2 separate regions of the Mus musculus genome follow, and region 1 is linked to region 2. Evidence: chromatin contacts called from public promoter capture Hi-C data. All regions are on one chromosome and are shown on one strand. Each heading gives the region's core, a stretch centred on a gene start, on an enhancer-like site or on the middle of the called end of the contact. The rest is flanking DNA. Distances are from core to core; before and after follow the strand shown. Region 1 has its middle 9.5 kb from the start of Gm35627. Region 2 has its middle 180 kb from the start of Gm26178.

Region 1 (2,700 bases), core at 161-2,660, 450 kb before region 2:
TTGGTTACTGTACTGAGCCCAAGAAGAGAGTTTCTACAGACAACTGTGTCGAGGGTAAGAAGTGACAAGGGAAAGGAGGAAACAGCTTGAGATTCATTAAAGTTCATTATTGAAATGCTCTCCTTTTCTTCTGGTGGGAAAACACTTTGAGGATCTCCATGGGATGAATGGGCCGTACAAGTACCACAGGTTGTCGGCATGCCAACCTCATTCATCTGCAGGAGCTGGGGGCGGGGTTTGTATAGTTTCTAGGGTCTTTCAAGTTTCCCTTCCCAGAAGTGGTTGACTCTAACAAATCGTTCAGGAGGAACGTCTCTCTAATGTATTTTTGTATGGGAGGACTTCCTGGGGCAGAGGGAGTCATGTGTATCAGCCGGTCTCTGTTCATTGTGCAAAGGCCTGCAGCCATCTGGACCACCCAGGGCCTGTGTTTTTCTAAGAAGGGCAGGATGAAGGACAGGGGATTGACACCTCAGCCCCAGGGCGATGACCAGATGGCAAACTGCTTGTTTTCACTGGATTCAGAGCAACTGAATGGCCCCGGGAAAGCCAGTGTGGTTTTTGTCTTCAGCACCCAACCATCTTCCTCGTCCAAGACAGAGGTCTCTTCTCAGGCAGCAGCAAGGTCACTCAGATGATGACAGTGTGAAGCAGTGTCCACGGTGTCCGTGGCACGGCCAGGGAATTCAGAACGCTAGCCCTGGTGCCTGCATCTCACTGAGGCGAAGCCCTGCTGTGGAGCCAGAGGTGGAGAACGAGTGGTCTGGTCGTGTTGCTGCCGGACCAGCCGCCCAGCTTCTCAGGCTTAATGAAACAGGGTGCAAACAGACCTTGTCAGACGAAATGAATTATGGGAAGGAGAAGCTTAATGGATATCTTCTGCCATGACTCTGTGCCTTTGCTCTCAGGAGATCCTCCAACACTTTTCAGATGTGAAATGCAAAACCTAAAAGATGCCGAATGTGGATATGCCTAAAACGGAAGTAATCCATCTATCTATCTCTTAGTACACCAGAATAAGTGTGCATAACGGTGTACATGTGTGCAGCGATCTGTCCTTGTCCTCTGCTGGCCTCCAGGTCCTCCACTGTCTGGCAGCCCCACTGCTTTTTAGCCACACGCTTCCTGCCAGTATAAATGTATTAAGCAAGGAAACACATAGACAAAGTCTAGCTCATCGGGGCGTCTCAGTAATAAATTCTTAATTTTAAGCATTCTTTCTGAAAGATTTTTCTTTCAGCGTACACACACACACACACACACACACACACACACACACACACACACACACACACACACACACCTGGGTCTGGATGGATGTAATTGTAGGGCAATTTTACTGCCTGCTTATATACACTACTTTCTAGCAGTGAATTTCAAGGCCAGCAGAGGGCACCAAAGCACAACGGAGAGGCAGCAATACAAGCTCTAGTAGTGTTGTTTTGGTTCATGGTCTCTGGACAGGCTCACAGGTTAGCTTGACCAAACTCTGTTTTTCAGTCACTTGTGTCCTCTTCAGATTTTCAAGCTGATGGATTTGTCACTTCTCTCTTTGCTGTGAGAAAATACATTACAAACCATCTTAAAGAATAGTATATTTTGGCCTACAGTTTTAGGGCAAGGTCCGTCACAGTGCAGAAGGCATAGTACAAGGAGCCCGGGTGACTAGTGAGTGACATTGCATCTGAAGTGATGAAATAGAGAGGTGGGTGATGAGGCTCAGCTGGTCACTTCTCTTTTCCATTTTCATTTGGTCTCAGACCTTAGCCCATGATGCCACCCACACTCAGAATGGGTCTTTAGATTTCAGTTAAATCTTTCTGGAAGCATGCTTACAGACATACCTCTGGATTGACAGTCAGGGTTAATCATTGAGCCTTTAGGGAGAATGGCAAAGGCAGAGATTTGGATAACTGTTCCTGATGTCTAAATTGGAAGTGACGATGTTGGTTATCATTCATGGTAGGCTTCTTATGCACTTGATGATGCCCCAAGCTTCCGTGTGATTAAACCTCTCTGATGATCATAGTACCACAGTGCATGGAGATTTGTGAGGTATCTGGAGGGGAGAGTAGCCCTAACTTGACCTGAGACATGGTGATCCATGATGCTGATATAACCAAGGGCAACAGTGAGAACAAAGGGCAAAGATTATCATCAATTTAGGGCATACGCAATTGATAAATAGGAGTTGTCACCACATGTATTCAAAGGAGTTGTTTCATAAATAGGAAGAATTGCGAGGTGACGATGTTAGAGCTGATTTTTGCATGTGAATGTATGTCTTCATATGTGTGAGTACACAGGAGTATGAGGTTACACATGTATACAAATGTATAGCTATGTGCATATGGGGTCCTCGAAGTTGATGTCAGCTGTCTTTCTCCATAGCTATTCATTTTATTTATTGAGGCAGGGTCTCCCATCGAACCAGAACTTAATGGTTCTGACTGGCCTGACTAGCCAGCATACGCTAGGATCCCATTTCTGCTTGCCAACTCCCTGGTTTACAGCAGGTTATGTCTGCCCTGATTTTATGTGGGTTTTAGAAATCAGAACTCTGATTCTCAAGCTTGCATGGCAATTGCTTTATCCATCAGCCATCTCTCCAACCTTGACCTTTGAACTCGAGATCCTCTTGCCTTAGCTTTCTGAGTGTCAGGATTACAGCCTTATGCCACGACACCCAGGTCTATGGAA
Region 2 (2,890 bases), core at 303-2,802:
TAAAATACTTTCTATAGATTAATTATGCAAATATAAGAAGCATAGCTTATACAAGTGTCAAAAGATCTCAGTAAGCCCAAAAAAGCATAAGAAAAGGTGTTGACAATATTTATCATTAGTGAAATGCTAATTAACATCATGCCAAGTTACTACCCTCAATTATAAAAAGACCTCAAATTATTTTTGCCTGACAGCATTAAGTGTTAGAGAAGAAGTAATGGACTCCCTCGTGCAATGCTAGTGTGACTACAAGTTATTACAGCGGCTGTGAAAGCTGTGTGGTCACACCAAGTAAATTGCTAGTGCTCACTCTCAGGGACGTGAAAGTTTCAGTCTGTGGTAAATTATGCTGGAATATGTGCATGCTCACTAAAAGTCACACATAGGAATATGCAAGGGTGCTTATTAATAATCACCCAGGAGTAAAATAGTTCGGAAGTCTCCCATCATTAATCAAACTTACTACACAGATATCATACAGGACAGATGAATAAATGAATGCCTGTTAAAAAGTAACCAATATAAAAATATATGCAAAATAATCTAAAATCAAAACAATAACTAAATAGACATAAAAAAACAGACACAAAAGTTCATGATATTTCATTTGTGTAACATTGCAAACAAACAAAATGTTTTAGCATTAATGAAAATCAGATGGACAATTTCTAAAAACTTGACTACAGGGGAGAAGTAGGAGGGTTTTCTTGCTAAGTCAATATAATATGCAAGCACCATTTACTTGTTTGAGTTAATTTTATATCCAGCTACTTCACCGAAGCTGGTTATCAGGTTTAGGAGTTCTCTGGTGGAATTTTACCAGTACCTCGGAGCTCTTGACTCTAGCTGCATATGTATCAAAAGATGGCCTAGTTGGCCATCACTGGAAAGAGAGGCCCATTGGACACGCAAACTTTATATGCCCCAGTACAGGGGAATGCCAGGGCCAAAAATATGGGAATGGGTGGGTAGGGAAGTGGGGTGGGGGTAGGGTATGGGGGACTTATGGGATAGCATTGGAAATGTAATTGAGGAAAATACGTAATAAAAAATATTTTAAAAAGTATGCAAGCGCCAACACTGGGCAATACCACTGAAGCCTTTCGACTTGCATAGTATCTGCAGTCACTATGAAATCTTGATGGCAACGTAGAAGATACCAGTCACTTGAGGTTGACTTACCTCTGTTACACAACCAAACTGTGTGTTACCTTCAACATTAGGGTCAAACCATTATTTTATGGTAGGCAACCAAGATGAATGGAGTAAAGCCTGGACGTGTGTGTGTTTGTGTGTGTGTGTGTGTGTGTGTGTGTGTGTGCATGGTTTTGTGTGTGCTTTCTCATTCATCAAAAATCCAAAGGAAATGAAGGTAAGCTATAAAACTTAGATTCAATTTTGCAGATGTTAAAACCAGGCCCTCTTTCTGTGACAGTCTTCTGGGATCCTTAAACCTGGAAGTGAAGGGGAATCCCTTCTAAGAGGCCACATCTGTGCAACATAACAGATTTACATACACATCTTGCCCAGGGAGCAGGGTGTTTGCCAAGTTTTCCTGGAAATAGGCTTCATCACATATGACTTTCCAGGCTAAAGCTAAGATTTAGGGTGTGGGACAATATAAAACATGTGGTCATGCAAGTGAGAGTTCAAGGAATCTTTGTTTTATATGTCTTCTTTATGATTTCGCTTGATTTGATGACTGTCACAAGCCCCCTGAAAATGATTTTACAAATTGTATCTCAGGACATCTTTCTCATAGTAGTTGTTAATAGAATTCTTGGAAGATGATTCAGTTTTCCCCCACACCAGGAGCTCTGGGCAGTTAGCCCAAGCTGTTTTAAATCTCAGTTTAAAGGTCTTATTCTTGATTGTCACTATTTGCCAGAAAGAAGTCTAGAGACATAGCAAATAGAGATGCCTCTGAAAGAACCAGAAGCAGAGATTTCAAAGCAGGTTTAAGGGGGCAAGGTGATTGAAGTTTAGACAAGCTATTATCCTCTGAGTGATATGGGGTTAATTGAGTATATTGTTTTATTTATTTTTTGACAATTGCCATGAATGCCCTGGGACTGGGTTTCTTCATTTCAGCTTCTAAATTAATTGTATCAGGGACCAAATATAATTATCAAGGTATTTCTCATTTTTTCCTATAGAAAACAGAGATTGCCATTATGTAAAACCTCATTAATGTATCTCTATGGGGAAATTTTGTAAAAGAACATGAAATAAATTCAATAGGTTAAATTGCTAATTGATTCTCATATGTGAAGTAATGGCCATGAGGAATTCAATAACCATTTAAAACATGATTTCTAGTTTCTGGTATGTAGGGTGTGACCTAAAAGGCATAGTATGCTGAAGTCTACACAAGCTGATATACTGGACACCTTCATTTCTACTCTTATTTCTGCTCCTGGCTGTGAAGTCAGAAGCATTCATCTTCCAGATTCTTGTAGTGTTGACAGCAGATGTTCACAGGATCATTCCTCATCTCTATGTTGACTCACTAAAGAAAAGACCCTAACCCCAGTTCCTATATCCAGGAATTAATGGACATAGGAACAGAGCAAAGGCACAGTCGCACTTGCAACATTCAGCATAGTAAAGGCCATCAAAATGTCTGAGCTCTCTGTGTGCTTTTTCTGTGGTCATGGAGAAGCAACATTGCGACCAAAGTTTCCCTTTGCTGAGCTCTGCTTTCATTGTTTTTCCCAGAGCTGTTGACTTGTGGGCAGCCTACTCACTAAAGTTCCCCTATCCAAATCTCCATTTCAGAGCCTCTGTCTTGGGATCTCTGTCCTATGTTGAGTAATATGCAAAGAAAATGTGTGAGAAAAATTTAGAAGATACTGGTAAAAAAGGCCTGTCTTGTGGGGATAAGATAAAA

What was found. Promoter capture Hi-C pulls out the DNA fragments that hold promoters and counts their contacts.
Region 1: a promoter capture Hi-C map of the 3T3-L1 cell line shows a contact between it and region 2, with 4 times the contacts expected there. The contact joins two enhancer-like sites. A contact is called at or near these places in 4 of 39 promoter capture datasets (the 3T3-L1 cell line, 3T3-L1-derived adipocytes, embryonic stem cells and 1 more) and 1 of 484 Hi-C or Micro-C datasets (cortical neurons).

Annotation. Positions count from the first base shown.
Region 1 is chr15:57,507,396-57,510,095 of GRCm38.p6, reverse strand. No RefSeq gene overlaps it. Among named protein-coding and RNA genes, the nearest start is that of Gm35627, 9.5 kb to the left of the region's middle. Within about 2 kb of position 1,410, at least 17 of the 459 cell types and tissues checked have an H3K27ac peak or open chromatin away from gene starts, as enhancers often do.
Region 2 is chr15:57,058,648-57,061,537 of GRCm38.p6, reverse strand. No RefSeq gene overlaps it. Among named protein-coding and RNA genes, the nearest start is that of Gm26178, 180 kb to the left of the region's middle. Within about 2 kb of position 1,552, at least 5 of the 459 cell types and tissues checked have an H3K27ac peak or open chromatin away from gene starts, as enhancers often do.